Linked DNA regions of Mus musculus: all the other regions are linked to region 5. Evidence: chromatin contacts called from public HiChIP or PLAC-seq, Micro-C and promoter capture Hi-C data. All regions are on one chromosome and are shown on one strand. The core of a region is the stretch at or near the end of the contact, and the rest is flanking DNA. Distances in the headings are between cores, read along the strand shown. Region 1 has its middle 6.0 kb from the start of Gm40577. Region 2 holds the start of B930059L03Rik (RIKEN cDNA B930059L03 gene). Region 3 overlaps Gm34554 (a long non-coding RNA gene). Region 4 holds the start of Wdr20 (WD repeat domain 20). Region 5 holds the start of Yy1 (YY1 transcription factor). Region 6 overlaps Ppp2r5c (protein phosphatase 2, regulatory subunit B', gamma).

The links. Promoter capture Hi-C pulls out the DNA fragments that hold promoters and counts their contacts. Hi-C and Micro-C count contacts between places; a contact is called where the count stands out from the background. HiChIP or PLAC-seq counts read pairs in DNA pulled down with a chosen protein or histone mark.
Region 1: a FOXA1 HiChIP or PLAC-seq map of pancreatic cancer cells shows a contact between it and region 5. The contact joins the enhancer-like site here to the promoter of Yy1 in region 5. A contact is called at or near these places in 6 of 39 promoter capture datasets (3T3-L1-derived adipocytes, the HPC-7 cell line, cranial neural crest and 3 more), 1 of 484 Hi-C or Micro-C datasets (embryonic stem cells), 6 of 115 datasets of contacts at active chromatin or transcription factors (embryonic forebrain, embryonic hindbrain, large pre-B cells and 3 more) and 1 of 9 other capture datasets (embryonic stem cells).
Region 2: a promoter capture Hi-C map of 3T3-L1-derived adipocytes shows a contact between it and region 5, with 15 times the contacts expected there. The contact joins the promoter of B930059L03Rik here to the promoter of Yy1 in region 5. A contact is called at or near these places in 13 of 39 promoter capture datasets (the 3T3-L1 cell line, 3T3-L1-derived adipocytes, the C10 cell line and 8 more), 6 of 484 Hi-C or Micro-C datasets (CD4 T cells, the G1E-ER4 cell line, LSK cells and 3 more), 7 of 115 datasets of contacts at active chromatin or transcription factors (astrocytes, embryonic stem cells, large pre-B cells and 4 more) and 2 of 9 other capture datasets (adipose tissue and liver).
Region 3: a contact with region 5 is called in an H3K27ac HiChIP or PLAC-seq map of embryonic stem cells, with 3 times the contacts expected there. The contact joins the enhancer-like site here to the promoter of Yy1 in region 5. A contact is called at or near these places in 2 of 39 promoter capture datasets (both in the 3T3-L1 cell line), 1 of 484 Hi-C or Micro-C datasets (embryonic stem cells) and 4 of 115 datasets of contacts at active chromatin or transcription factors (embryonic hindbrain, embryonic stem cells, large pre-B cells and 1 more).
Region 4: an H3K27ac HiChIP or PLAC-seq map of extraembryonic endoderm stem cells shows a contact between it and region 5, with 15 times the contacts expected there. The contact joins the promoter of Wdr20 here to the promoter of Yy1 in region 5. A contact is called at or near these places in 9 of 39 promoter capture datasets (the 3T3-L1 cell line, 3T3-L1-derived adipocytes, the C10 cell line and 6 more), 1 of 484 Hi-C or Micro-C datasets (cortical neurons), 7 of 115 datasets of contacts at active chromatin or transcription factors (embryonic forebrain, embryonic hindbrain, extraembryonic endoderm stem cells and 4 more) and 1 of 9 other capture datasets (adipose tissue).
Region 6: a contact with region 5 is called in a Micro-C map of embryonic stem cells, with 7 times the contacts expected there. The contact joins the enhancer-like site here to the promoter of Yy1 in region 5. A contact is called at or near these places in 1 of 484 Hi-C or Micro-C datasets (embryonic stem cells) and 9 of 115 datasets of contacts at active chromatin or transcription factors (astrocytes, double positive thymocytes, embryonic forebrain and 5 more).

Annotation. Positions count from the first base shown.
Region 1 is chr12:110,422,336-110,425,777 of GRCm38.p6, reverse strand. No RefSeq gene overlaps it. Among named protein-coding and RNA genes, the nearest start is that of Gm40577, 6.0 kb to the right of the region's middle. Within about 2 kb of position 1,372, at least 15 of the 459 cell types and tissues checked have an H3K27ac peak or open chromatin away from gene starts, as enhancers often do. A contact at or near this core is called in pancreatic cancer cells, where this site is marked.
Region 2 is chr12:110,589,593-110,592,819 of GRCm38.p6, reverse strand. It overlaps B930059L03Rik (RIKEN cDNA B930059L03 gene), which reads right to left and starts at 1,446. Exons shown (of 1, transcript NR_033340.1): 1 at 141-1,446.
Region 3 is chr12:109,946,709-109,949,855 of GRCm38.p6, reverse strand. It overlaps Gm34554 (a long non-coding RNA gene), which reads right to left. Exons shown (of 3, transcript XR_381936.1): 3 at 2,378-2,493. Among named protein-coding and RNA genes, the nearest start is that of Gm34554, 26 kb to the right of the region's middle. RefSeq lists an enhancer at 1-3,147. Within about 2 kb of position 1,340, at least 54 of the 459 cell types and tissues checked have an H3K27ac peak or open chromatin away from gene starts, as enhancers often do. A contact at or near this core is called in embryonic stem cells, where this site is marked.
Region 4 is chr12:110,735,875-110,739,263 of GRCm38.p6, reverse strand. It overlaps Wdr20 (WD repeat domain 20), which reads right to left and starts at 1,264. Exons shown (of 3, transcript NM_027149.4): 1 at 987-1,264. The coding sequence starts at 1,235.
Region 5 is chr12:108,791,465-108,794,889 of GRCm38.p6, reverse strand. It overlaps Yy1 (YY1 transcription factor), which reads right to left and starts at 1,593. Exons shown (of 5, transcript NM_009537.4): 1 at 799-1,593. The coding sequence starts at 1,477.
Region 6 is chr12:110,471,115-110,474,274 of GRCm38.p6, reverse strand. All of the region lies in intron 3 of Ppp2r5c (protein phosphatase 2, regulatory subunit B', gamma), which reads right to left. All of the region lies in intron 5 of Gm19605 (predicted gene, 19605), which reads left to right. Among named protein-coding and RNA genes, the nearest start is that of Gm19605, 13 kb to the left of the region's middle. Within about 2 kb of position 1,819, at least 36 of the 459 cell types and tissues checked have an H3K27ac peak or open chromatin away from gene starts, as enhancers often do. A contact at or near this core is called in embryonic stem cells and epiblast stem cells, where this site is marked.

The sequences.
Region 1 (3,442 bases), core at 123-2,622, 1.6 Mb before region 5:
ACTTAAGCTCCTCCCATCTCGGAAGAGAGCTTCCTCCTAGCTGTCCAAAAATGCCAGTCTTTCCTGGTTGCTTTTCAATCAAGATGTAGAACTCTCAGCTTCTCTGGCACCATGTCTGCCTGGATGCTGCCATACTTCCTGCTATGATGATAGTGGACTGAACCTCTGCACCTGTAAGCCAGCCCCAATTAAATGTTGTCCTTATAAGAGTTGCCTTGGTCATGGTGTCTGTTCACAGCAATGGAAACCCAAACTAAGACACACCCACCCACTAATTTATTCACTTCTTAAACATTTACTCAAGGATCCCTCCACTCTCCACAGGGAGTTAGTAACTGTTAGTAACTGTTAGTTAGTAATCCCATGTCTCAGTAAGGTGCCCACTAGGATCTGAGGCTGGCGAGATGGGGCTGGGGAGCTGCTGCAGGCATTGTGGCCTGTGTCATAGTCTGGTCTAGATTCTAAAGGATTTTTACATAAAAATTTGCAGGACATGGCTCTCCAGCCCAGAGCACATTGCGCCTGGACTCTCCAAATTTATATTCTCTGTTCTGACACAATCATGCCAGCCAGTCACCCCAATGCCAGCCAATCACCCCAGTGTCTTAACAGCTCTGATATCATGTCAGACATCTGAAGTTCAAAGTCAGCCGTATTGGATGTGGGTGAGACTCAGGGTCCATCTCAATGCTGCTCTCCGCTCTTGAACCTATAAAATCCAGGCACTGCTATGTTTCAGAATACAGTGGTGGGTTAGGTACAGGACAGACACTCCACCGGGCAACGAGAACTAGGAAAGGAAGGACTTATAGGACCCAGGTGAGCCCAAACCCAGCAGGGCAAATTCCACCAGTCAGGGAAGTCTGAGGGTGGCCGCTGAGTACGTTTTTCCATCCTGAAGGGAAGCTGTATGATAAACAACTCTAACTTCAGGAAGACCCTGAAACTAAGCAGATTTACTTAGCCCCTCCCTCTTGGAGTAAATGGTAAAGGCTGAGAGACCCTCTCAGACAAAGCACAGAAGATTCCCAGAGGAGAAAAGCTACAAGGAGACTTATGCCAGACCAGCTGCTCCGGGGAAATGGTTTAGACCAGAGTCACTTGGGAAGAACACCCCAACCTGTTGAGCTGTCTGCAGGCTGTGCAGTGGGCTCCTTGTGAGCTGTTACCCATGCTGAGGTGGACTTTGATGACACAGCTATCTTTGAGTCATTTCTGCTCCTGTAAGTGACCCCTCACCCAGATTCCTGTAAGTAACCCCAATAAAACTCATTGGCTAAAACTAAGTTGGACTTTGGTCATATTCATACTTTGGTCTGTCACGAGGTCCCTATCTGGGGTGAGTAGATGTGTGTTTTCTAGGAAATATTTTGTCATACAGCAGGGACTTTCTGGCACCAAGCTCTTGCCCTCTAGGCCCATGGGACAGGGCCCTTCTGGATACACAAGGGTGTGTTTTATTCTTTAAATCTGCTGGGGTAGCGGCCACACCTTTACCCAGGCAGAAGGCTCTGCAGTTTGCCAGGCAGGGACAAAGGGTTCAGAGCAAGTCTGCTCCAGGCTCTGGCCCAGTGGCAGTTCTCTGGGACCATGCCTCTAGTGGTGACTCTGTTGTAGGCATACTTTATTGGGTTCTTATATCTACCACCCTTCTCCATCCCAATCCTGTCCAACCTCCCAACACGGGCTAGGAGGAAAAGAAGGCTAGAGGTGGGAGGGGGTGTCATCTCCTTAGACTGCCTCCTGCTGATCAGGGGTGTCGGGTACCTTGGGTGCAGGTCCAGTCTTCACTGTCAGGATATATGGTTTCTTCTTCATGTCTCTTTACCCAGCAACCAGGAGCAGCAGGGGGAGCAGCCACCATCACAGGCCCTCTCTGGGCTCCTTTCAAGAGTCCCCAGAATTCTAAACATAAGCTATCTACAGGGGGCAAAAATCACACCCCTGCTAGAGCATGAGACAAATCATAGCAGCTGTGGACAACCTGAAGCAGCCCCACAGCCCACGCCTGGGATTAAAACAAACAAACAAACAAACAAACAAACAAACAAACAAAACATATTTACATAACATAACCATGGCTTTTTAAAAAATTAGATATTTTCTTTATTTACATTTCAAATGCTATCCCGAAAGTTCCTTGTATCCTCCCCCTGCCCTGCTCCCCTACCCACCCACTCCCACTCCTTGGCCCTGGCATTCCCCTGTACTGGGGCATATAAAGTTTGCAAGACCAAGGGGCCTCTCTTCCCAATGATGGCTGACTAGGCCATCTTCTGCTACATATGCAGCTAGAGACACGAGCTCTGGGGGTACTGGTTAGTTCATATTGTTGTTCCACATAACCAGGGTTTTAATGATAACACATTCTCAGTACAGTCTACACCTCCCCATACATCCAAGGTGCTCCTGGGTTATGAGGCCAAGCCTCACCGGGCATTACCCTACGGGAGGCTCCCTTTGGTGTGCCCACAGTCTGTCTCTGTCTTTTCTCTTTTGGAGACAGGATTTCGCTGTGTAGTCCAGGCCCTGTCTCAGCCTCCCGAATGCTAGGATTAGAGCTATGCACCATCATGTCCGCTTTCTGAGGCATCTGTCTGGGATGGAGAAGACAAGACCAGTGGGACCTGCATTGTCTTGAACATAACTGGTTCCTGGCTTCTGCTTGAGAGTGAATCTTCTCAGAGGGTCACCTGAGCATACCTGGGTTCTCTCTGGAAACCCTCTCATTCTAACGCTGAGGACTTACCAACCCTGTAACTTCTGCTTCCCTGTGCTGAACGCTGCCTGCTAAGAAGCAGTCAGGGGACCAGGCGGTGCCTTCCACAGTTCAGAATGGTCTCAGCTAAATGTCCTCTAGTGTGGCTCACAGCTGTGAGACAGTCACGCAGTCCATTCAGCCCACCGGGTTAGAACGCTGTGCCCATCTCCTATCACAGCTTAGTCTTTGCTTCTGACTGGGGCCTCCTCGTGGCCCTTACACAGCATGGCTGTGCCTGCAGTGCCTGTTTGAGGTCACCTGGGGTCGAATGAGAAGATGGAGTCTTTTCTACAGCACCCACTTTCCCCTGCTCCTGCTGGATACTCTTAGGGTCCAGCAAGGCCCTGGAGGATTTTCTGGCTTTGCACCCCCGACTTCTTCCAGGCTTTGACCACTCCAAGCTGCCTCTGTGTCTCTATGCATGCCTTATAGTGGCACTCCAACCCTGCATGTCCAACCCTGGATGGGAGATGGCTCTGTAGGTGACGTGTCGGTCATGTAAGCATGATGCTGGAGTTTGGATCCCTAGCACCCACGCAATGCTGGATGGGCATGGCGGCCATGTGTAATCTCAGCAGGCTGGAAGCAGAAAATGGGATTGCTGGTACAAGGCCGCTAGCTCGATTAGCTGGATTGGTGAGCTCTGGGTTCAATTGAGAAACCTTGCCTCAGTGTTTGGTG
Region 2 (3,227 bases), core at 197-2,696, 1.8 Mb before region 5:
GCCTCTGTGAACTCTAACCTTGAATAGCCATTCTGTAATTTACATTGCATTGTGAGGTGTAATGTGTGACCCAAGAGTTATTATTTATTAAGAGAGTGAGAACAAAACTACTCAACAAATTACATCAATACAAGGGATGCAGACTGCCAATTTATTATTCAGGAAATTCTAACATCATGGAGAGAGAGAATTGTGTCCATGCTTCTGACAGCACCCCCACACCAGGGCTACCTTCCAGGGTTACCAGTATCTTGGGCAGGAAGCAGTGGGAAACAGACATCGCTAGGGCTTCCTTGGAACAGGCATGGCTATGACCCTGGAGGGAATCAGCACAAATTTCCAGATTTTTGAGCCCTAGAACAGTAAGACTCAGGGACAGAGTCGGAGACAGGCAGTTTACTACAAAGAAAGGAGAGAGGGAGACAGAAGTCAAGCCAGGAAGTGCACGCCTTTATTCTTAGGGCAGAGGCAGGGACATCTCTTGAGTTTAGGGTCTACACAGTGAGTTCCAGGTCAGCCAAGAAGAGACTCTGTTTTATAGACAGACAGACAGACAGACAATAAGGCTAGCCAAGGCGAGACCCTGTCTTATGAGTAAATTAGAGAAAGAAGGAAAGAAAGAGGCACCCAGTGAGTGGTAGTGGGAAAGACGGGGTGCTCAAAGTCCTCATCTATGTGAGTTCTGGTCCTCCATAGTTATTTACATAGCAAGCACCTCTACCTCTTTACGTTACCACGTGTCCGGTACACGCCACTTAGGTGGGACGAGTTTCCTGACCCTGCTTACTGGTTTCTTTCGTTAATCTCTCGGCATCCCCAGCCTCCCACCTACTTCAGTTCTCAGAGCTGCTACAGGGGACAGGTTGGCCCTGTCCTATCCACGCTACGGTCGCGTCTCGGGGTTCCATGACGGGGGTCACATGGGACCCTGGTCACCAACCCCGCCTATCAAGTGGAAAGTGACGGGGCTGTAACCCAGGACCTGCCGTTCAGTTCCACGGACGCCTGTTTGCCGCTGTCCAGAAGCCACTTCTGCAGAGTGGCAGGTCGATCACGTGTCGCCAGGGGAGCGGTCACGTGTGGCCTCGAACGATCATGTGAGTCCTCAAGCCAATCACCGCGGCCTGGAAGAAGGGGCATTGCGATTGGCTCATTTTCCTCCCGTGAATATCGCGAGATTCAGAGTCAGACACTTCCCGATTGGTCGATGCGCTGCGTCATTTCCCTGCGCCAGCGTTTAGGTGAAGGTAGTCGGTCTCCCTGTCCTGTGTGCCGTGGGCCAAGCGTCTAAGCTTGGGTCCGGGCCGTCCGCGGCCCTCACTCCCCTCCCGCCAAGGGACGCGGCCCCCTCTGCGGCTTCCTCTAGACGTCGCTGCCTTGTCCTAAGTCAGCCTGCGTTCGAGCTGCCGAACCGAGGTTTCGTGCGGCTTCCTGGCGCGGTGACTCATCCAGTCACGTGCGCCGTGGAGGCTGCGCCTTGCGGAGATCTCCGCCCTGCCGAGATGGCAGAGACCTTCCCGGGGCCGCCCTTGTCCTGCTGCCGTGTTCTGGTGCAGCTGTGCTGAGCTGATATCCTGTTGACTTTGAACTCTTCTCCGTTTTCTGCATGCGCTTTGTCTCATTCCTACGGGGTACCTGCTGCCATCCGCTTGCTCTTTGGTTTGGATGCCGGGTAGCCGTGCTGAGTCCCAACTCTGATGCTCCTGCCTCCACCTTTCCAGTGCTGGCATGGAAGGCGTATGTCAGCACGTCCACCTTACACACACGTACCCACATTTGATTGCCTCTCCACTTGGATCTTGCTGTTCTCGCTGATCCCACATTTATCTGTACATTGCGTCCATCAGACGCAGTTTTGAGTGTCCCACACGGTGCCAGACTGAAGGTACAGCGATAAGTAGGGTAATAGGGACATTGCTTGTAGAGGGCTCACGGGCTATCCTGGGGTGACTGGTTGGAGGGATGTTTTTGCAAGCTCCCTCTTGGCTGCAGTGTGGAATGTTTGAGAAGAAGGTGTTGGGCCGGCAGGAAAAGTTAGTCCTGGGGTGAGGATGAATTCGAATTTGGAATGAGTGCCAGAACCTTTCTAGTTTCAATTTGGCCATATTTTATGGAGACCGCTCAGCAGTTAGGTCCATGTACAGTTCTTCCGGACAATCCGAGTTTAGAGTCCCACGTTAGGGACAGACTATTTATAACCCTAGCCCCAGGGGACCGAACACCCTCTTGCTTCCGTGGGCACTTGCACTCATATGTACAAATCCACATACAGAAACAAACACATTTAAAAAAATAAAATCTTAAGGAGTGAGAGCGTGTGCTGGGGTTTTCTCACTTCTCTGCTCACATTTGCATCTAGCAACACTTCAGGCAGGTGAGGATAATTCCTGGTTTCTGTTTTTCAGCATGGAAAACAGTGCGGCCGGGAGTAGCTGGCCTTACTGCTCAGACTAGGTGAATTTTGCTGATGGCTAAATTTTTGAAGCAGAATTGCAGAGTCAAAATACATGACACCCTGCAGGGTGGAACGTGTTTCTAATGCCAGCATTCAGGGGGCTGGGTAGTAGGATTTTTGGTAAGACTGTCTCAAAATGTTTTCAACACTTACCTTTTAAAACTTTCAGTTGCATTTTTAAGGGTCCTACAAATCTGCAAGCCACCAACAGTAAACTGAAGTGACCCACCCTTCCTCACCTGCTACTGGGGTTACTTTCCTGTCCTTCCAGAAGCATTGACTTGTGGCCCTGAGATCTGCATAGGATGGCGACACTGCCAGTGGGAGCCCCTGCTTACCTGCCTCTGCTGGCTTTGCATCCTCCTCGGGAATATTCCTCACACCTACACGGCATGCCTATGTCTCTTTTGGCATGTAGGTGGAGGTAGAATTTCTGTTATGGGTGTCTACTTTCAGCCAGCTCCTTGCCCTCCAGCTACGTGCAGCCAGCCAGCTGGGAAGCGGTGGAGTACCATCGCCTAAGCCAGTGGTGCTTCCTGCAGCCATAGTTCTGCAGAGCAGTGTAGTTTAATGCAGTGTATCCCGTTTGATGCCTTCTCATGGTGTAGAGAGAGCCTGTCACAGGAAACAGAAATGCAGCTACTTTCTGTAGACTCCAGGCTGTCACCTGTGGCAGGTGGCATCCCATGGAAGATGAGGCCCTTGTCACTCACCATTTAAAGAAAAACCTCTTTCCTTAGGGGGGTGGTATACTGTTGTTGGGAGGGCTGGG
Region 3 (3,147 bases), core at 91-2,590, 1.2 Mb before region 5:
GGAGCGGTGAGGAGGGAGCAGGCTTGGCCCTCCTCCAGCTGCACCCTTCACTTTGCTGGCTGGTAGAAGGTGGGAGCAGGGATTAACAGGCCCGGGCTTGTTCTCTCTCCCTGAGCACAGAGGCCCCATGGGGCAGCTCTAATTGGTTCATGTCTGACTGTAGCAAAGAACAAATTGATTTCCCTCCAGCTGTTTCTGCAACCACAGGTCCTCAAGCAGGCACAGGCAGCCGGCTGTGCCACCCGGCTTCATGGTCAAGCGCTGGGGCAAAGTCGGGGGTGAAGGGCAAAGGGGGTCTTGTGACAAAGAAGGGATCCTGCCTCAGTGTCCCAGAGTACACGCACGAACGCACGCACCTTGACAGAGGAAGAAACGAGAGGCCCTCTGGGCTTCAGTGCTCCCTGTAGTAGCTGTCAAAAGCCAAGCATCAAACAAGATCCTACAGTAGAAAACCAGCGTTCCCTCTACATGGGGCTCCATACACAACAGCTCAGCCATACTGGAGTCTTTAGCTACAGGATACACATTTTCTTGCCCCGGGGCCTTTGCACATGCTGAAAATGTTTGCACCATCTCCCTTCCCACGTATTCCTTTGCCAGTGGACAATATATTCTTGCCCCGTGGACTCGGCTGGCAGGTCTTCGCTTGGACAGCTTCTCCTGGGAAGGGGCCTTGGCCTTCTCTGCACTCAGCCCCATGCTTGGCTTACTATGTGTGGAACCTTCCCACAGCAGGTCTAGCTTTTCTTCCCAAGGAGCAAATATAGTCCCTGCCCCAGCCATCATTCTGTGCGCACAAGCAGCCTCGGTGCCCGAGGAACCATGGGCGATCTCCGGGAGGAGGTTTTAGAGTGAGTGTGGGGCAGGGAACCCCACGGGCCTGAACCGACTGGCAGAGCAACCAGGAACCAAGGAAAGAGCTGGAACCCGCCCTGCTGGCAGGCCGAGAAATGGCAGACTGAGCCCAACAAGGCTCACACACACACCTGGCCTCCTGCTTAGAGCCTGCAGTGAACTCCCGGCACAGGCACGAAGCCCTCCTCGATCCCCGCCTCCCCAACCCCACCCCTCTCTCACTCAGGATTCTTTGTGACAGAGGTGGATGCACACCCCAGACTTTGTTCCCAGTTCCTGCCGCCCTTCCTCCATATTTCTTTCTCCACACCAAAGCAGAGCCCCAGCCACAAGAGAGGTGTTGTCAGTCCCCCACCCCACTCCACTTCTCCCTCGCCTCCCACCCTCGCTACCCCCCTCCTCCTGCAAACCGGCCACCTCTCTTTGTGTCCTCTGTCCCGGCCGACCCTCTCTTTGTGTCCTCCCTTCCAAATCTGCATCATAAAAAGCGCTAGGCCCAGACGGTTAAGGAAGGCTTTCCTTGGGGTGGGGAGAAGGGGCCAGGCTGTACTGGCAAGGTCAAATTTCTTTTTATTTCCCAGCGACAGGGGCCATTCACATGTTAATAAATGACACTCCCATCGGGCGTCTAGGCAGCCTTTCTGAAAACTGAATTTTAACTCAGCACAACTGCTCTGTGAACAAGTCTACAAATAAAGATCCTGAGGTGTGGGGTGACAGGGGGCAGATGGAAAGCCACCCAATGTGCAGAGGGCTAAGGAAAGGAACTGTCCACCGCCTGCCTGGCTAAAAATCACCAAGTCCTTCCATCCCAGAGTGAAGGATGGACAAAATTTGTGATTCACAATCAAGACTTGCTGACAGACAAATGAGCAGGAGGGGACTTTCTGGGGTCTTGTCTTGGTCACTTAGGCTGCGTGCAATCTCCAGCATCCCATAGCGTAGGTTTTCCCATGTGTCTCAGCTGCTTCCCCTCTGACGCCCAGATCCCTGTAGCTGGTTCTGGGGCAGTCCTGGCCTCACCTGAAATTGATCACCCCCCACCCAAGGCCTGACTTTCAACCAAGAAGTCTGTTGCTGTTGTTATGGGGTTCTCTTGTTGTTTGGTTGTTTGTTTGTTTGTTTTTGGCTTGCTTTTTTGCATCCTTTAGGATTTGTGCCTGAAGGGAACGAGGAGGCCAGAGTTTTTTGTTCTGTTTTTTTCTTTTAAAGTTTTAGAAAAGCTGTACAAAGGTTTTATAAGACGTTGTTCTTGTGCAACTGAAAAGCTGCAAGATTTGGCAGACATTAGTGAGCTGGGGTCAAAATGCCCAAATGAAAACCAGGTTTGGGGGCTGAGAGATGGCTCAGGGGTTAAGAGCACTGGCTGCCCTTCCCGAAGCCCAGTGCTTTATTCCTGTCACGCACATGGTGGCTCACCACCACCTGTAACTCCAATTCCAGGAGCTCTGACGACTTCTTCTGGCCTTGTCGGGCATCAGGCTCACATGCAATACACATACAAGTGTAACATGAACGTGCATAAAATAAAAATAAATATATCTTTTTAATAAAGTATGCTTGCTTCAGGGATATCCTGATTTCTGGTGGCTGAGATAGACCTGGAGCTCTTCGATTCCTGGCCCATGTGGTGAATCTCTGAAACAAGAACAGACAGTGGGCAGAACCTGTAAGAGTTCTCTGTAGGTGTCTGTGCCCCAGGGGGTTCAGTGGATGTTAGGTCTCCTAGCCTACCTTTTACAGGACTCAAGAGTGCTTCCCAGGAAGACACACTAGCTGGAGGTGGAGGTTCTAAGGCAATGGCCGCTGCAAGGTAGTGCCAGAAGAGAGTGGGTGGGGCTGAGCAGAGAGGGCACTGAGGGATGAGGGGCAGGACTAAGGGAAAGTGGGTGGGGCTGAGGAGAGGGAGTACTGAAGGATGAGGGCAGAGCTAAAGGGAAATGAGTGGGGCTGAGGAAGGCTGAAGAAGGCTGGGCAGGGCTGAGGGAGACCAAAGATCAATATCAGTGGCCATAGCCAATATCCACAGCCAGGAGGCCCCATAAGCACCAGACATTTGCTACCTCCAGTTCTGGCAACTGGAAGTTGAAGGTTGAGCTGGAAAGTAGGGTCCTGGTTGGGGCCTTCTTTGAGATGTAGCTCTGTCTCTCTGAGTCCTCACTGGAGGGAAAGAGGTAAGAGTCTCCAGCCCTTTCCGTAGGGCACTAATCCCAATATGAGGGCTGTACTTTTGGACCCTGTCATTGCATAGAGGCTACTTGGGTGACACTGTCCTTGAGGCACTGGGCTATC
Region 4 (3,389 bases), core at 15-2,514, 1.9 Mb before region 5:
GCTATGGAGTGCATACATTTCCTTACTCTCTCAATGGTCAAAAGTTAAAATAAGCAATTCTTGCCAGTGACCAAAAAATAAAAAAATAAAATAAAATAAAAGCGCCAATAAATTGCTGCTTTTAACGAGACATTTTAAAACTCGATTGCATGCGTCACAGAATTACTGTTAAGTTCTTGGCTGGTTACTTTAAAGTAGCATTTAAGGCCTATCCCTCCCTGTTTGGGACATAGCCTGACTCGTTAGACAAGATAAATCTAGGCACGCTCACACACAACACCTCTGAAGCAACTTAGCCTATTTGAAAACATAATTCCAACCTCCCTAGTCTTGAGTACTCAGCCCTCTTACACTGCAAGGGACAGAATGACCCTCTTCAAAAACCTTTCGGGAGACGGTTCCCTCCGCGGAGACAATGACAGGCGACCTCCCGGAAAGGTTTTTGGAAACAGTGCTGACACCAGGAGAAGTGTCAGTGCGGCAGCAGGTGGAGTAGCCCTGCGTGCCGAGCAGGTCCTTTCTGACCTAGTCTCCAAGTCCTCCGCCTCCCTGTCCCGGTTCCGCCTTACGGACCTTTCCAAGCCGCCTCGCGTCCCGGTTCTCTCACCCAGGGCAGGACTCTCGAGCCTCCCGGGAAGCGAGGCCACCTAAAACGGCCGCCGCACCTCTTCCGGGGACTCGCAGGCCCGCTCCCGGGCGGGATCGGAACCTGACAGACCCCGCCGGGGGAGGAGGCGACCGGCTACTCCCGGGGCATCTCCGCGACCCGGCTCCAGAGCCCCCTCCTCCCCTAGGAGGCAGCGCTGCCGCCGGCGCCTCACTCCCGAAGCCCCCTCTCCTCCGGAGCACCTCAGCGGAGTTACCGGCCCACTCAAAAGTACAAGTGCCGGCCGCCCCCACCGGTCACCCCGGCCTCGCTGTCACCGCCCAGCTCCCGGCCTCGGCCCGCGCCGCCGGCGCGCCCCCGGTGACGCCCGGGTCGGTACCTTGCGGACCCCCTTGTAGATATAGAAGTAGAGCTCCCGGCCCACATTGAAGCAGAGGCGGTCGCCGTTGCCAGACTGGTCGTTGAGGTTTACGAAGGAGACGCGGACAGGGTTGGATCCCTGCGAGTTGAAGGGCACCCGGTTGGGCCGGCTGTACTCCGAGTGCTGCAGCAGCTTGTACAGACCTTCCCGGGTGGTGAATTGGGTCTTAATCTCGTTCATCTCCTTCCCTCCTCCCTCCGTCGCCATCTTGGAAAGCAGCGTTCATCCTGCCCTAAGTGCCCGGATCACGCCCACCGCGCAGGCGCCGTCCTCGGCCGCTCGCTTTCTCCACTCCCCACCCCCTTCTCCGCGGCCCCGCCCACTGGCGAGCCAGCCCCCACGAAGGCGGGCCGAAGCGAAGGGGGCGGGCTAGTTTTTAATGGTCCAACTGCGCACGCGCGCTCACCTGGCGCGCTCCACCCGGAGGGGCGTGCGCAAGCTCCTCCCCTGGGTGCCGCCCTCCTGGTGCGGGTCGAAGCGAGCGCGCTGAGCGTTGGTGCGGGGCTCCTGTCTCGCTCTGCAGCTTCGCTGAGGGACCCGATCCCTAAGAGACGCCACCGCGTTGGCCTTGGCCAGCTGGTGGTCCCGGCAGAGCCTGAGGCGAGCAGTGAAGTCCGGTGTTTGGACGTGTATGTCCCAGCTGTCCGCGATCCTCCCTGGGAAGCTAGGGAGGACTCCGACGGTCCGCTTGGGTGCGGGGTACCGATGCCTGGTGACAAGCCCCTCTACGTCTCACAGAAGATATCGATGGATTGGGCTTTATTACAGCTCAGGGTTTGGTTTGGTTTGGTTTGGTTGGGTTGGGTTGGGTTTTGTAGGCGGGGTGGGAAGAACCGCATGAATGTACAGGACTTGTGTTTTCAAGTCTCACCTGAAACCTTCCTGGTGAGCATTGGCTTGTTCTTGAGAAAGTAGGTTCTGTCGGAACTTCTGTCTCCTGTGCCTCTTAATAAAGGTTAAGCTAATTGATTTTCTTAAAGCCTCAAACGGAACCTGAAGTTGTTTGCCAGGAGAACCATCGAGTTGTGCTGAATATCCTGTACAAAGTATTAGGTGAAGGCAAGCGCACACATTAAAGTAGGACCTAACAGTCACCATTTGATGCTTCGATTTCTGGGTGTGTGCACTGGAATACAAAGGCTTCTAAAGTGATAAACGTTAAAATAGAATTCTAGAGCGGAGAAAATGTTACACGAAGAATGACCTATCCCTGAGAAATCCTGTCTGTAGAGCGAGCCCAGTACACTGTGGGCACCTGTGCTTCCAGACAGAAGGAATGCCTGAGCCCGGAGCTGGGAGGCTGCTACCCGAGCCCACAGACCGAGACTCCAACCTCACAAAAATTAATTGTACACAAGGGGGAGTGTTCTAAAGAAGTATAAATCATAGCCATTTTATGTAGTGGGAAGCAAGTACAGACACAGTAGAAACTGTGCCAGTGATGTAATAAGGCATTTGACTAACATCCTGTAGAACTGGCAAAAGAAAAAAAAAAAAGCACTACAGTAAATCCTTTTTTTGTTGTTTTTGTTTTTGATACTGTATTTCACTAAATAGCCCTGGCTGTCCTGGAACTCAACCAGAGATTAGGCTCCAACTCAGAAATCCATCTGTCTTTAACTACCAAGTGCTGGGCTTAATGGCATGAACCACACACCCAGCTTTAAAATCCTTTTTTTTTTTTTTTTTTGGTGGTTTTTTTTTTTTTCTTTTGGTGTTTTTTTGAGTTCTGGATCAAAGGCATGTGCCACCATCACCTGACTTTAAAAGTCTTCTTAATACATCCCTAGAATGCACTTTAAATTTCATTTTGTTGTTATTTGTCTTTTCCTATGAATGCAAATTTGTCTTTTCCATAAAATGCAAATATGGATCACAACTCTTAAAAATACTAGGGGGTGTTCAGTGGATAATCCCAAGCTCCCATAGCTATGCTATTTTGTACCAAAAACATGTTTATAATGGTCATCTTGAAGGATAAATAACAGCCTGAATTATCTAAAAAGAATTCAGTTTGAATTTCTAGTTAATGGGGGAAAATATACTTTGGGAGGGGACACCTCAGCCAGCAAAAACTGAAAAAAAAGTATATTGACCTTCAACCATAATATTAAATTTCCCATGAGACCAATATACTACTGAGTATGATGACATATGCTTTAATTTCAGCATTTAGGAGGGCGAGACAGATAGACATTAAGGCTGTCCTGAGTACTACACAGCCCACAAAGGGCCACATACTGAAACTTTGTCTTAAAAAAGTAAAAGACCACTATGCCTTAAGATTTACACTGGGAGCTGGAGAGATGGCTCAGCAGTTAAGAGCACTGGCTGCTCTACCAGAGGTCCTGAATTCAATTC
Region 5 (3,425 bases), core at 344-2,843:
GACCAGAGATACTGATAACTAAGCGATTTTTATTAGTTTGTTGGCAAATATCCTAAGCTGTGTAAACCAGCCCAGTCTGTCTGCATAGGGCCCACGACTTAAAAAACAAAATTCACAACGCGTAAAGGCCGCTGAAATGCTGTGGCTCTTCCTTCCCCTAACTCCCGTTCTAGGTCGATCAGGCGAGGAGCGCGTTGGCAGCGCGGGTGACAGGTTCCAACGGCCGCCGAACCCGCACACGAGCGCCCTACGTGCCACCCAAGTCCCGCCCCGCAGCGGCGACGGCCTGGGCCAGCGTGACCGCGGGGCAGCTGCGGCGGGGCTATGCGCCGCCCGCTCCGGGAAGGGCTTCGGGGAGACGCTTCGCGTCCGAGGGGGCCGAGCTGAGCGGAGCCGAGCGGGGCGGGGCCCCGACAGCCCCCGGGGGACGGCGGGGGAGCGGCGCGCGTCCGCCCTGCGCCACGGCCCTGTCAACGCCCGGCGGGTGGTCCGGCGCGGGGCGGCGCCCTCAACCGGCCCCGCCGCACGTCCGTTGGCTCGGGCGTGGAGGGGCGCTGGCCCCTCCCTCCCCGCCCGCCGCCCCAGCCCGCTTCCGCTCGCACAAACTACGCCATTGCGGCCTAGCCGGGCGCCGCCCCTCCCCCGCGCCGCCATCTTCGCGGCCCGCCGCCCCCGCCATCTTTTGGGGCCGCCATACTTGCCCGGGCGGAGAAGATGGCGGCGCCCATCACACACATAAAACATGGCTTCCCTTCAAAACAAAAACATCCCGAGCGGCGGCGCGCCGCCTGCACTCACCCGAGGACCACATGGTGACCGAGAACTCGCCCTCCAGGGTCTTGATCTGCACCTGCTTCTGCTCCCACTTCTTATTCCCCGGGTCGGCGCCGCCGCCGCCCGCCGCGCCGGCCCCGCCGCCCAGGTAACTCTTCTTGCCGCTCTTCTTGCCGCCGCCCTTCTTCACGCGACCGCCGCCCGACGAGGCCCCGCCGCCGCTCTTGCCGGCCGCCGCCACGGTGACCAGCGTCTGCTCTATGTAGTCGTCGTCGCCGCCGGCCGGCGCGGGCACCGGGATGAGGATCTGGTCCTCGAAGCCGTCCTCGGCGCGCAGCCCGTCCGAGTCGTCCCCGCCGACCACCTCCTCGCGCGTCTGCACCAGGATCACCTCCTGGTGGTGGTGCACTTGGGTCGGGTCGTCCGTCACCAGCGGCTGCAGCGCGATCATGGGCGGGTGGTGGTGGTGGTGGTGGTGGTGGTGATGGTGGTGGCCGGCGTGCCCGTGGCCGCCCCCGCCGCCGCCGTGGTCGCCGCCGCCGCCGTCCTCGTCGTCGTCGTCCTCCTCCTCCTCCTCGCCCACCACCGTGGTCTCGATGGTCTCCACCGGGATGGTCTCCACCTCGATCTCATGCAGCTCCACGATCTCGGCCGGCATCTCCGAGCCGTCCGTGGCGATGTAGAGGGTGTCGCCCGAGGCCATGGCTGAGGGCTCCGCCGCCACGGCCGCCGCGGCAGGCGGCCTCGGCTCCTGGGCTGCGGGAGGGAGGGCGGGCGGGCGAGGAGGCGGCCGGCCGTGGGGAAGGAAGGCAGAGGGAGGAAGGCAGCGGGCGGGCGGGGGGAGAGGGGGCGGGCGGCGGGGGAAGGGGCGGGCGCGGCGGCCGCGGGGCTTCCCCGCCTCCCGAGATCGGTGCGCCCCGCGCTGGCTCGCTCGCTCGCTCGGCCGCTGCCTGTCCTGCTTCCCCGCCTGCCTTCGCCTCGCCTCGGCTGCCTGCCCTGGCTGTGGCCGCGCCTCCTCCCGCCCTCCGGGCCGGCGTTACGCTGCCCCCTGCCTCCTGCGCCTCCGCCTCCTTCCACACAAATACCAACTCCTCAACCCCGAGCCCAGATCTCGCCGCCGCCGCCGCCGCCACACTCTGCTCCGGCTCGGCCTCGCGAGACTTCCGCGGGGCTCTCGGCCCCGCCCCGTCCCCGATTCCCCACTCGCTGTTCCGGCTCTCGCTCCTCCCTCGCTACCAATCGCAGGGCCCCTCGAGGCGCCGGGGCCCCGCCTACTCCCAACCAGGGTCCTCCCGATTGGGGGGGCCCCCGCTGGGGTAGGGGGCGTGGCGGCCCGCACGCGCGCTGGCTGGCCCCCCCGGCGCGTGACGTCAGCTCCGCGCCGCCGTCGCCTTACGGCGCTCGGCGTCGCGCGAACCCCGGCGTCCGCGGTGCAACAGTGACAAAAGTGCCGCTCCGGGGCCCCAGTCGCTGACAGGAGTGGGGCGTCGGCGCTGCGCCTTACGCCTCGGGAGCCGGCGAACTTTCCGCGCGACCCAGGCGCACGGTAACGAGCTGGGGTGAAGGGGGGCGCGCGCCTGGGGCTGGCGTGCTGCCGGCGGGGCGTGCGACCGGCGGCCGCGTGGCCGCAATAAAGTCTGCTCTGACGAGAAACGCCTGTGCTTGATTTTTGGTTTCCCGTTCGTTTTGCCTTTACTCGTTACTCGGGGTCTCGTGCGGTAGCGGCACGGACGGCGTAGCCGACCGTGTGCTGCCACGGGCTCTTTGGTCGCGTGCCGGTGGGCGGCGCGCGAAGGCGACCGCGGCAAGCGGAAGCGGCGCGCGCAGCCTAGGGTTCACCGTTGGAAGTGTGTCCGTTATTCTTTTATGACCCGCGGAAACCGGAGACCCAGCCGTTGGGTGCCTGTTGGAACGAAGGGTCTGGCTGCTCCTGTCGAGCGACTCCACTATTGTAGCTTTCTGAAAACTCCCTTCTATCTTTGAATAACTTGACACAGGCTTCGCCTATTCCTCGCTCATAAACATTCCTTTTGCCGAAAAGGACTATTTAAAAATATTCCTTTTAAATAGTCTTTGCATTTAGCTCTTTGAAAATTCCATGTCTTTTGTGATTTCCCTATTATAAGTAACAGCTTAGGTTTTCCTTGTTCAAATCATCAAATTGCTTAAGATACATTGTAGTGAAGTGTTTCTTCTGTGCTTCCTTTCGATAGACCAGGTGTGGTTTAAAGCAACATAAAGTTAGATTGCCTTTTTTTTTTCCAAGAACCGAAAATTTGAGCCAAGTGTATCTTATTTGTTTCTTAGATTTAACGGTCAGCTTCATCTGTTGAATATTCTGGATTACTTTTATCTACCGGAGTTGTTAGTGTTGAGGCAGGAGAGTATTCTAAATGCATTACATGCATCTTAGGCCAAACTTAAACAGTTGGGCATCTTATAATTTTAAACATACTTAGCAAGGTGTCCTTGTGCAGGTTTTTAATCTTTGGAGAGGGAGGTAAGTCAGGAGTTTAAAGCCAGCCTTGGCTACGTGTATAGTTTTCTGAAATACCTCGTTTCTAGGTTAACTACATAGCCCCCTCTATCCCAAAACTTTCTTCTGCTCCTGATTCCTAGGTTTGAAGATACACATTTGTGCTACAACATCT
Region 6 (3,160 bases), core at 570-3,069, 1.7 Mb before region 5:
GTATGGATGTATGTACATGTATACCCAGTATGTGTATGTACACATGTGTTGTAAGCATGTGTGCATGTATGCATGTGTATACATGTATGTGTATATGTGTACACATATGTGGGGTGTGTGTGTGTGTGTGTGTGTGTGTGCATATGCACACGTGTGCTTGTGTGTACCTGTACCAAGGCCAGCTGAGATGTCAGGTGTACTCCTATATTGTTCTCTGCTTTATTCCTTCAGCACAGAGTCTCTCTTTGAACCTAGACCTTGCTGGTTTTCATCTAGGTAGACAGCCAGATGCCCAGAGATTCTGTCACATCACTAGCCACTCCCAACTCTGACCCTAGAGGCTGGTCTTACAGGCAGGTACAGCCACACCCAGAATTTTACATGGATGTTGGAGGCCTGAACTTGGGTCCCCAAACTTGTGTTTCCTGCACTACAACCTACCAAGCTATCTCCCAAGCCCACAAGGAAAATTAAAAAAAAAAATTAACTACAACATCCAGAAATGAAAAAGACAACCATGTGAAATTAAAAGGTAAACAGATGGGCTGCGGAGGAGACACACCAGGAGAGTCTCAGTGAGACAACAGGGAACAGGTATTCAAAAAACCAGGGTGATTCTGTGCCTGCTACTGAGAATTAGGGGTACATGAGATGGGTTTCTCTGTATAGCCCTGGCTGTCCTAGAACTCACTTTGTAAACCAGGCTGGCCTTGAACTCAGAAATCCGCCTGCCTCCCAAGTGCTGGGATTACAGGCATGCGCTACCACAGCCCGGCCTTGTATTTAGTTTTTATAATACTGATGAGTGAATTGTATGATAAAATAAGAGGACTCACATCCAAACACACAAAAGAAACTATATTTCAATAAGAAAGTCAAGTTAAAGACATCTAGAGCTGCTGGGCGTGGATGGGCACGGGCATGCCCACACCTTTGATCCCAGCACTTGGGAGGCAGAGGCAGACAGCTAGCTCTCTCAAAATTTGAGGTCAGCCTGGTATACATTAGCAATACACCTGGTACATTTAGATACATGCAGGTAAACACTCATACACACAAAATAAAAATAAATACATCTTAAAAAATGAAAATGAGCCGGGCGTGGTGGCGCACGCCTTTAACCCCAGCACTTGGGAGGCAGAGGCAGGTGGATTTCTGAGTTCAAGGCCAGCCTGGTCTACAGAGTGAGTTCCAGGACAGCCAGAGCTATACAGAGAAACCCTGTCTCGAAAACCCAAAAAAAAAGAAAAAAAGAAAGAAAGAAAACGGAGGAAGCAAGAGACTGGGCTCAGATGTTAAGATCTCTGGCTTCTCTTCCAGAGGTCCTGAGTTCAGTTCCCAGCAACCACATGGTGGCTCACAACCATCTGTAATGCAATCTGATGGCATTCAGGTGTCCATGCAGACAGCTTTCATATAAATGAATGAATCAAGAAAGAAAGAGACAAACAAACAGAGAAAGAGGACAAAATCTATGAGTCATAACAGAGAGGCAAGAATGATTTGACACGTGTAACCAATAAACTTATCACATTAACAGAATGATAGACAGAAAGGCTGTATGACCATCGTGACATCAGACACAGGAAGAACCCATGGTACTCTGTGATGGTGCATGTCTGTAATGCCAGCCCTCAGGAGGCAGAGGCAGGTAGGGCTCTGTGAGTCTGAGGCCAGCCTGGTCAACATACTTTTAATTTCTACTTTAGTGGGTTCTGAGAAGGCCAGGCTGATTCTTTGATAGGCTTCACATTGGGAGTTAAGGAGACTAGGCCCAAATCTCTGTTTCTGAGAACCGGGCAAGTCCAGGCAAGTCCCCAGAAGCTGCCCCGCCCATCATCTGGCCTGAGGCAAGGACAATGGGTCAGCAGCAGCTTCCAGACCTTCCACAGCAGGTTCCCAGCCCTTACACCCAGGTAAAGGAATCTGCATAGAGATGGACCCAACAGATTAACACAGAGGTCACCTACCCAGAAATTCCCTAACGTGCTTTAAATCAGGCCTGTGAGCTCACCTGTGTGTCTCTCTATTCGGGTAATGGGAGACCCCAGCATGCTGGACTTGTGCAGAATAAAACACTCGTTGTGTTTACATAGTTTGAGTCCAGGGTATCATTCTTCAGAGAATGATAGACCCTTACAGGTTCCAGTACAAAAAAAAAAAAAAAAAGGAAGGGAAAACAGAGAGACAGAGGGAAGAAAGGACAGGCACAGAGGGACACATTTCACAACAAAGGCTGTGTGTACTGAGTGGGAAGAGCTGAAAGCATTCCTTGAGGTCAGGAGCAACAGGAGGACGCCATCCTCACACTCTTACTCAAAGCATGCTATAGTCCTAGACAGAACGATCCAACACGAGAGGGAAATCAAGGGCAACCAAACTGAAGCTATGGCAGATAGCATGGCCTTACCATATAGAGGGCTTTTATGTTTGCTTTGTTGTTTTCGAGACAGGGTTTCTCTGTGTAGCCCTGGCTGTCATAGAGCTCATTCTGTAGACCAGACTGGTCTTGAACTCACAGAGATCCACCTTCCTGATTCCCTGAGTGCTGGATCTTAAGGTATGTGTCACCACCCTCAGCTGATAGCCTTAACTTTAAAACAAGGTCATTTCTATTTTTATGTGTATGGCTATTTGGTCTGTTTGTACATCGGTGCACCAGATGTGGGCCTGGCTCCTGGAGAAGCCAGAATTATGGGACTGGATCACGTTGTGGTTTGAATGAAAATGCCCCCCACACCCACCCCACCCCCACCTCACCCCTGTAGGCTCATAGGGAGTGGTGGTATTTGAAAGGATTAGCAGGGGTGGCCTTGTCGGTGGAAGTGTGTCACTGGGGGTGGGCTCCTGGGTTTCATTTCTCTCTTCCTGCCTGTGGATCTGGATGTAGAACCTTGACTCCGTCTCCAGCGCTGTGTCTGCTTATGTGTAGCCATGTTCTCTGCCCAGTGATAATGCACTAAGACTCTGAAACTATAAAGCAGCCCTAACTAAACGTTTTCCTTTCTAAGAGTGTCTATGGTGTCTCTTCATAGCAATAGATCAATGACTAAGGCCGGTCCCCTGCAACCAGGGTGAGCTGCCACGTGAGGGCTGGGGCTTGAATCTGGGTCCTCTGGAAGAGCAGCCAGTGCTCTTAATCACTGAGCCATCTCTCCAG